Linked DNA regions of Hordeum vulgare: region 1 is linked to region 2. Evidence: chromatin contacts called from public Hi-C data. All regions are on one chromosome and are shown on one strand. Each heading gives the region's core, a stretch centred on a gene start, on an enhancer-like site or on the middle of the called end of the contact. The rest is flanking DNA. Distances are from core to core; before and after follow the strand shown. Region 1 holds the start of LOC123444582 (B3 domain-containing protein Os05g0481400). Region 2 holds the start of LOC123444548 (KH domain-containing protein SPIN1-like).

Region 1 (2,700 bases), core at 166-2,665, 140 kb after region 2:
GATGCTAAGTTTATAGCTTTAGCAAAATCCCCCGGGAATAAATGTATGTCAGTCTTTATATATCTGGAAATATTGAAAACGTTCAATATTGATATATCTTATCAAAGACACATATGGTCATATTATACCTGACACGGGACACAAGTCCATGTGAGATGGTGAAGTGATAATGGACATGAAGTTCCACATCTGAGTACCATCGGAGCACTCATGTATATTGCAAAGTAAGTCAGTCCTGACACTATTTTTTTGGCAATTTATTGAGAGTGCAATCCCCAATAAAAGGTATAATGGTTGGTGTAAGAAATATCTTCGGATATGTCCAAGACACAAACAGTCTTGATTAATTCCATTGAGATAATTAAGATGGGACCATGGTGTGATATCCTGATAGTGGCTGATAATCCGATCCCAACAATGCCATATCAAAAACTGGATTTAATGGAAGAGTATTCTGAGTGAAGCCTTCAGAATAGACTCTAAATGAGTCCTTCCTATAATCATTCGGCAATAACTATGTTTGAAGCATGACAAGATATACATGAGATTCATTGGAATCAAAGATCATTATCTACCAAGATAATATCACTTGTATTGCTTATGGGTTATATTTATCCTCGTGGATTACAGAAATGTAAGAGAATAATCTGCAAACAAATTATTGTGAGATTCACAATGTCTCTACCAACGTTTATATTCCAGAATCGCATTCGTGGAATTGGTATGAGACAACATTGATGTTTGCAAAATTCAGGGGAAGTAAAATCCCATGTTATAACCTGTTGGTGATCTTCGGATCATTCATATTGTACTCTTTTTCCCTTTATGAGTTTTCCAAGATGGTTTCTCATATAAGGTTTTTAACGAGATAATATAAATACAAGTGCGGATGTATGCCATATTGGTTTCTCCTTATATTTTTTCCACTGGGTTTTAAAGGAGTTTTCGATGGCATATTATTATAAGGTTTCTCCTCAATTTTTCCCACAAGATTTTTGAAGAAGTTTTCAGTTTTCAATATACAGATGATGAATTGATCAAGGGGGAGTGTTGAGAAATAAAACATGTGATCAATTGTATGGGAGGGATGCCTTCCAGGAGGTGTCTGTTGGGGAAAATGTGTCTTCTCAACACATCCCTTCATCTTGTATATAAGTGGGTCTCCCACATTGCAATAAAACTAGTGGATCATTTGGACTCTATGTCTCTTTGCATTCATTCTACAATCGATACACCGTGGTAGGAACACATGGGCCCACCCGACAGTCGCACGGCGATGGACACCAGCCGTCGCCGTCGCCGTTGCCGTAGGACGCATCGGTCGGATCGGATTCCGTTCCGTTCAAATTCAAAATTCCCTAGCCGGTGGCCGTGTGCGTCTCACAAAGGCCGGCCACTCCCTCTCTCTCCAAAAGGCCACGGAAAGACTTTGACCCTCCCCTTTGACCCGCGTCTCGCCCTCCGCGTAGGCACACACGAGAGAGGAAAAGGCGCGGCCGCCCATGGCGACGACGGAGGCGGGCAGCGCCGGCGCGGGCGCCGCCTACGAGGAGGAGCGCCGGAAGCGGATCCTCGACAACCTCAAGCACCTCGAGGTAGGCATTGGTACTCTCTCGCTCGGAAACGCCCAGCGAACCAGCACCAACCAATCCCCTTCCCTCCCCCCCTTTTCTTACGCGCAGTAGCAGATGCGCGAAAGATGAGGCATTTCGCGACGATGCTCGCTGCCGATTTGCCTCTGGATTCTTCGCCCTGGCCGGCTTGGGATTTTCTTTTAAAGAAAAAAAAACTAATTTCTTTGCCTCTTTCCCCCCTTTCCGCAGGATTTGGGAATATCCAAGATGGCCAAGAGTTTGATCCAGGCCACGAGACAGCCGGACAAGGTGCGCGCATCGCAGCAACTGTACTTTCAATCCGGGATCCAGTGTGTGTGTTAGGGGGTTTGAATCTGTGCGGTTGCCATCGGTTGATTCGATGTCCTTGTTTCTGCAGAGCGCTCGCGCCAGCCCAAAGCCCAGGAAGAAGTTCGATGCTAGCACTGAAGTCAGGCGCTCCTCCAGGGCCAGGACCACTGTCTCCTACAAGGATGATGTGAGTTCTCTTTAGGCTGTCCGCTTCGTGAGATTTGTTTACTTTCATTTCTGAAAATTGACAAAAATAATAATTGTACCCTACTTTGTTTGAAGGAGCGTATTATTGAATTCATGCTCCAACCAACTTATCTAAAAAATCAAACTGATGGAGAAAGAAAGACAATATGTTTCAACACTCCTCTTACGTCTAGGTTATTTTAGTCCTTAGACGTGGGATCGATGTACACCGCATAATCTTTTTGTTTTAATACTGTGTTGGTAGGGTCTTGAGCTCAAGACCTCTTTGCTTTGATACTAGTATATTAAATTCATGCTTCAACCAACTCATCCAAAAGTTCGAATTGATGAAGGAAGACGGGCAATATATTTCAACGCGTATATGCTTGTGAAAGTTGTTTCTGCCATTCTTGCAATCTGATGCATCGGTTGGGATGGGGTTTGTAATTGTATATCATCGGGGTCGCACTCCTTGGAAGCTCCGCTCTCGGGAGGGTCCAGAAAAAACGCATCTGACCCCATGTCGTCCCTAGGGCGGCTCGGGGGATCCATACCTGCTCCGCTGAGCGAAGCCCGCGCCGGAGGACAGCGGCGGCGGGGCTCTCCACGC
Region 2 (2,700 bases), core at 43-2,542:
CCCAGCCCACTAGGGTTCAAATCTTGGTGCTCGCATTTATTTCTAGATTTGTCTCAGGATTTCCGGCAATGCGCATTCAGTGGGAGGAGACATTCCCGTCGATGACGAGGTGACTACGGTGACTTTGTAAATTTCAAGATGATATGTCAGCTAAGTTTTTCGAAGGTGCTCATAGGGATATGGCGTGTGTGTGCGTTCATACGGGCGAGTGTATGCGAGTGTATATGAACAATTGCGTCTGTGCTGTGTTAAAAGAAGATTTAGCTATCGTTAGCATGAGTAACTATATATATGTGAGAGAATAGTGAAGCACACACAAGTTTGCACAACCACACCATATCGAAACTATCTTGCGCAACCTAAATATGCCACTAGTGCTATGGTACTATCCTATCTTGAGCACGCCATGTGATACTATCATATCTCAAGTACGCGGTGTGCGTCGAAACATGTATGTTGGTATTATACATCGTCAACTCTAGGATGCATGCGACCCCAAAAGAAATCTGACCATCTCACACGAGAGCCGCCGTTCAGATATAGTCAGATATTGGCAACGTAGCGTGACGCAAACCACGTCTCCGAGCTATCGTTGGTTTCCGTAACACGAGATCAACATATCACGACCATTTGCTGTGACACAAACTTGGTATCTAGTATGCTCGCCAACCACCCAAACACGGATGCCATCCAACTTCAAACTTACTAGCTATATTAATCACCAGAGCTTTCTAGCAGTAACTTCACGTGGACGCAGATCTACCCATCAACTGATAACGTGCCAGATAATCACATCACGTACCTCTTTTTTCTCTCGCCAGGATCATCATGTACATATTATTTCCCAAGACAAGGTAATAAGGCCGGTCATAACTGGGCGGTGGTAATTTCGCATACAGCAAAACAGGGGATCACTACATCACAATTTGCTATAATAAGCCCAATACCATCATAAAATCATGAAGCACGTTAATTAAATTCACGGCAAAACTTCATGCGCACAACATCAAGGCATGCCCATCGGCAGCAATGCTGGCTATTGATTGATTGATTTTGATTCACAGATATGGACCTGGCAGCACAGCATGGATATCCCTGGCTGACTGCCAGTCCTCCTCCCGTGGTGGTAAAAGAGGGTTGTGCGAAGTGGTAGGGAGGCCGGTGCGTATCTCGCGGGTGTCAGCCACCAGCCAGGGGCTGGGTTTGTTATAAACCCTAGCGTAGCGGCGGCGGGGCAGCGAGAGAAGAGAGAGAGAGAGAGAGGGAGGGGGGAGGGGCCGCCCGTCGGACGTCGTGCGCGGCGCAGGGTTTTGCCGAGATTTTCCTAAAAAAGGGGCATCGCCACCGTACCGAGAAAAGAAAAGGGAATACGAGGCGAAAAAACACACAAACTCCTCTCCCATCGCCTCGCCTCTGCCCTCATCTTCCTCCCCGTTCGGTTGGCTCCTTCCCTCACGATTGGTGCCTGGCCGCCCGCCGCCATCGCCATGGACGGCCTGCACGGCGCCGACGCCTGCTTCTCCCCCGGGAGGGCCATGTCGCCGCAGGTCAGGCCCCCCGCCGGCCCGCCGGACGTAGGCAGGTAAGGGACACGCACGGACGGCGGCTGAGATTGGGTCTCGCCTCTTCTTGTTAAGGATTGGCTCTTTTCTTGGTGGACGGCCTCGCTGAATCGGTTGCCTCTGTTTTCCTCCCCTCCTCCTCCTCCTCCTGCGCCCGCCTGTGCCCGTCGGATTGGATGGCGTCGGTGCCGCAGCCACTACTTGTCGGAGCTGCTGCAGGAGCACCAGAAGCTCGTCCCGTTCACGCAGGTGCTGCCAATCTGCAGCAAGCTGTTGGGCCATGGTGAGAGCCTCGATTCGCTTCCTCGCCGCCGCCGCCCCGTTTGCCATTATTGGCTTAGATTGGAATTCGTCCTCGCTGATTCGCCGCGGCCGGATTTCTCTCTTGTTGATGCAAACTTACTTGCTCACTTGACTCTGTTTCGGCCTCAAGAACCAGTCTTCTTTGTGTGCGTCGTAGGCCTTGAAAGCATGTAGTAGTATGTAGCTTGATTCATACGATTCTTCGGTGCCAGCAAGTTTTTCATGTACCTTTTCTTGCTAATGCCATCTTCTGATGTTTGCTGTTGTGTTCGTGCTGCCAGAGATAATGCGGGTGTCCTGCCTGCTGAAGCACCAGCATGGTGGGGACTTTGAGAGGCTGCCGCCCATGGCGAGCCCAAACCAGATGCATCATCACCCGTCGCCCCCCATGCCTAATTTCTGTGGAAATGGTTTTGGCCCGTGGAACGGGGCGCATCCAGAGGTAATTGCCTTGGTCACCTGACATGAGGGTGGCATATTCAGTCATCCATCATGTCTGATCGCATCAGCTGGTAATTAATCTTTAAAAAGAATGAAATACAAGATCTTGGTGATGTGAAGGTTGCAGCTATATCTTTGCACCTTTCGTAAGTTGCATCCATCATATGATGCCATATTGCTTTGTTAATTGTATATTATGTTATCACATCATATGCAGTCCCCGTACTTCCACTTGATGATAACATGGAATGGATGGGATAAGTTGCATCCTCACCACCACATTTGATCGCTCGTATTCTGAGGCATTCAATCTCAGCCTTAAGCCTATCTCTCTTGTTGCATACTTGCCATCAAGACAGAACTCAGGGCTGTAAAGGAGTTTGTTTAGAATCAC

Evidence for each region. Hi-C and Micro-C count contacts between places; a contact is called where the count stands out from the background.
Region 1: a contact with region 2 is called in a Hi-C map of leaf, with 2.7 times the contacts expected there. The contact joins the promoter of LOC123444582 here to the promoter of LOC123444548 in region 2. A contact is called at or near these places in 3 of 6 Hi-C or Micro-C datasets (leaf and seedling) and 1 of 1 datasets of contacts at active chromatin or transcription factors (embryo).

The regions. Positions count from the first base shown.
Region 1 is chr1H:452,249,157-452,251,856 of MorexV3_pseudomolecules_assembly, forward strand. It overlaps LOC123444582 (B3 domain-containing protein Os05g0481400), which reads left to right and starts at 1,416. Exons shown (of 7, transcript XM_045121362.1): 1 at 1,416-1,595; 2 at 1,824-1,883; 3 at 1,993-2,091. The coding sequence starts at 1,503.
Region 2 is chr1H:452,105,225-452,107,924 of MorexV3_pseudomolecules_assembly, forward strand. It overlaps LOC123444548 (KH domain-containing protein SPIN1-like), which reads left to right and starts at 1,293. Exons shown (of 7, transcript XM_045121313.1): 1 at 1,293-1,582; 2 at 1,757-1,845; 3 at 2,147-2,307. The coding sequence starts at 1,488.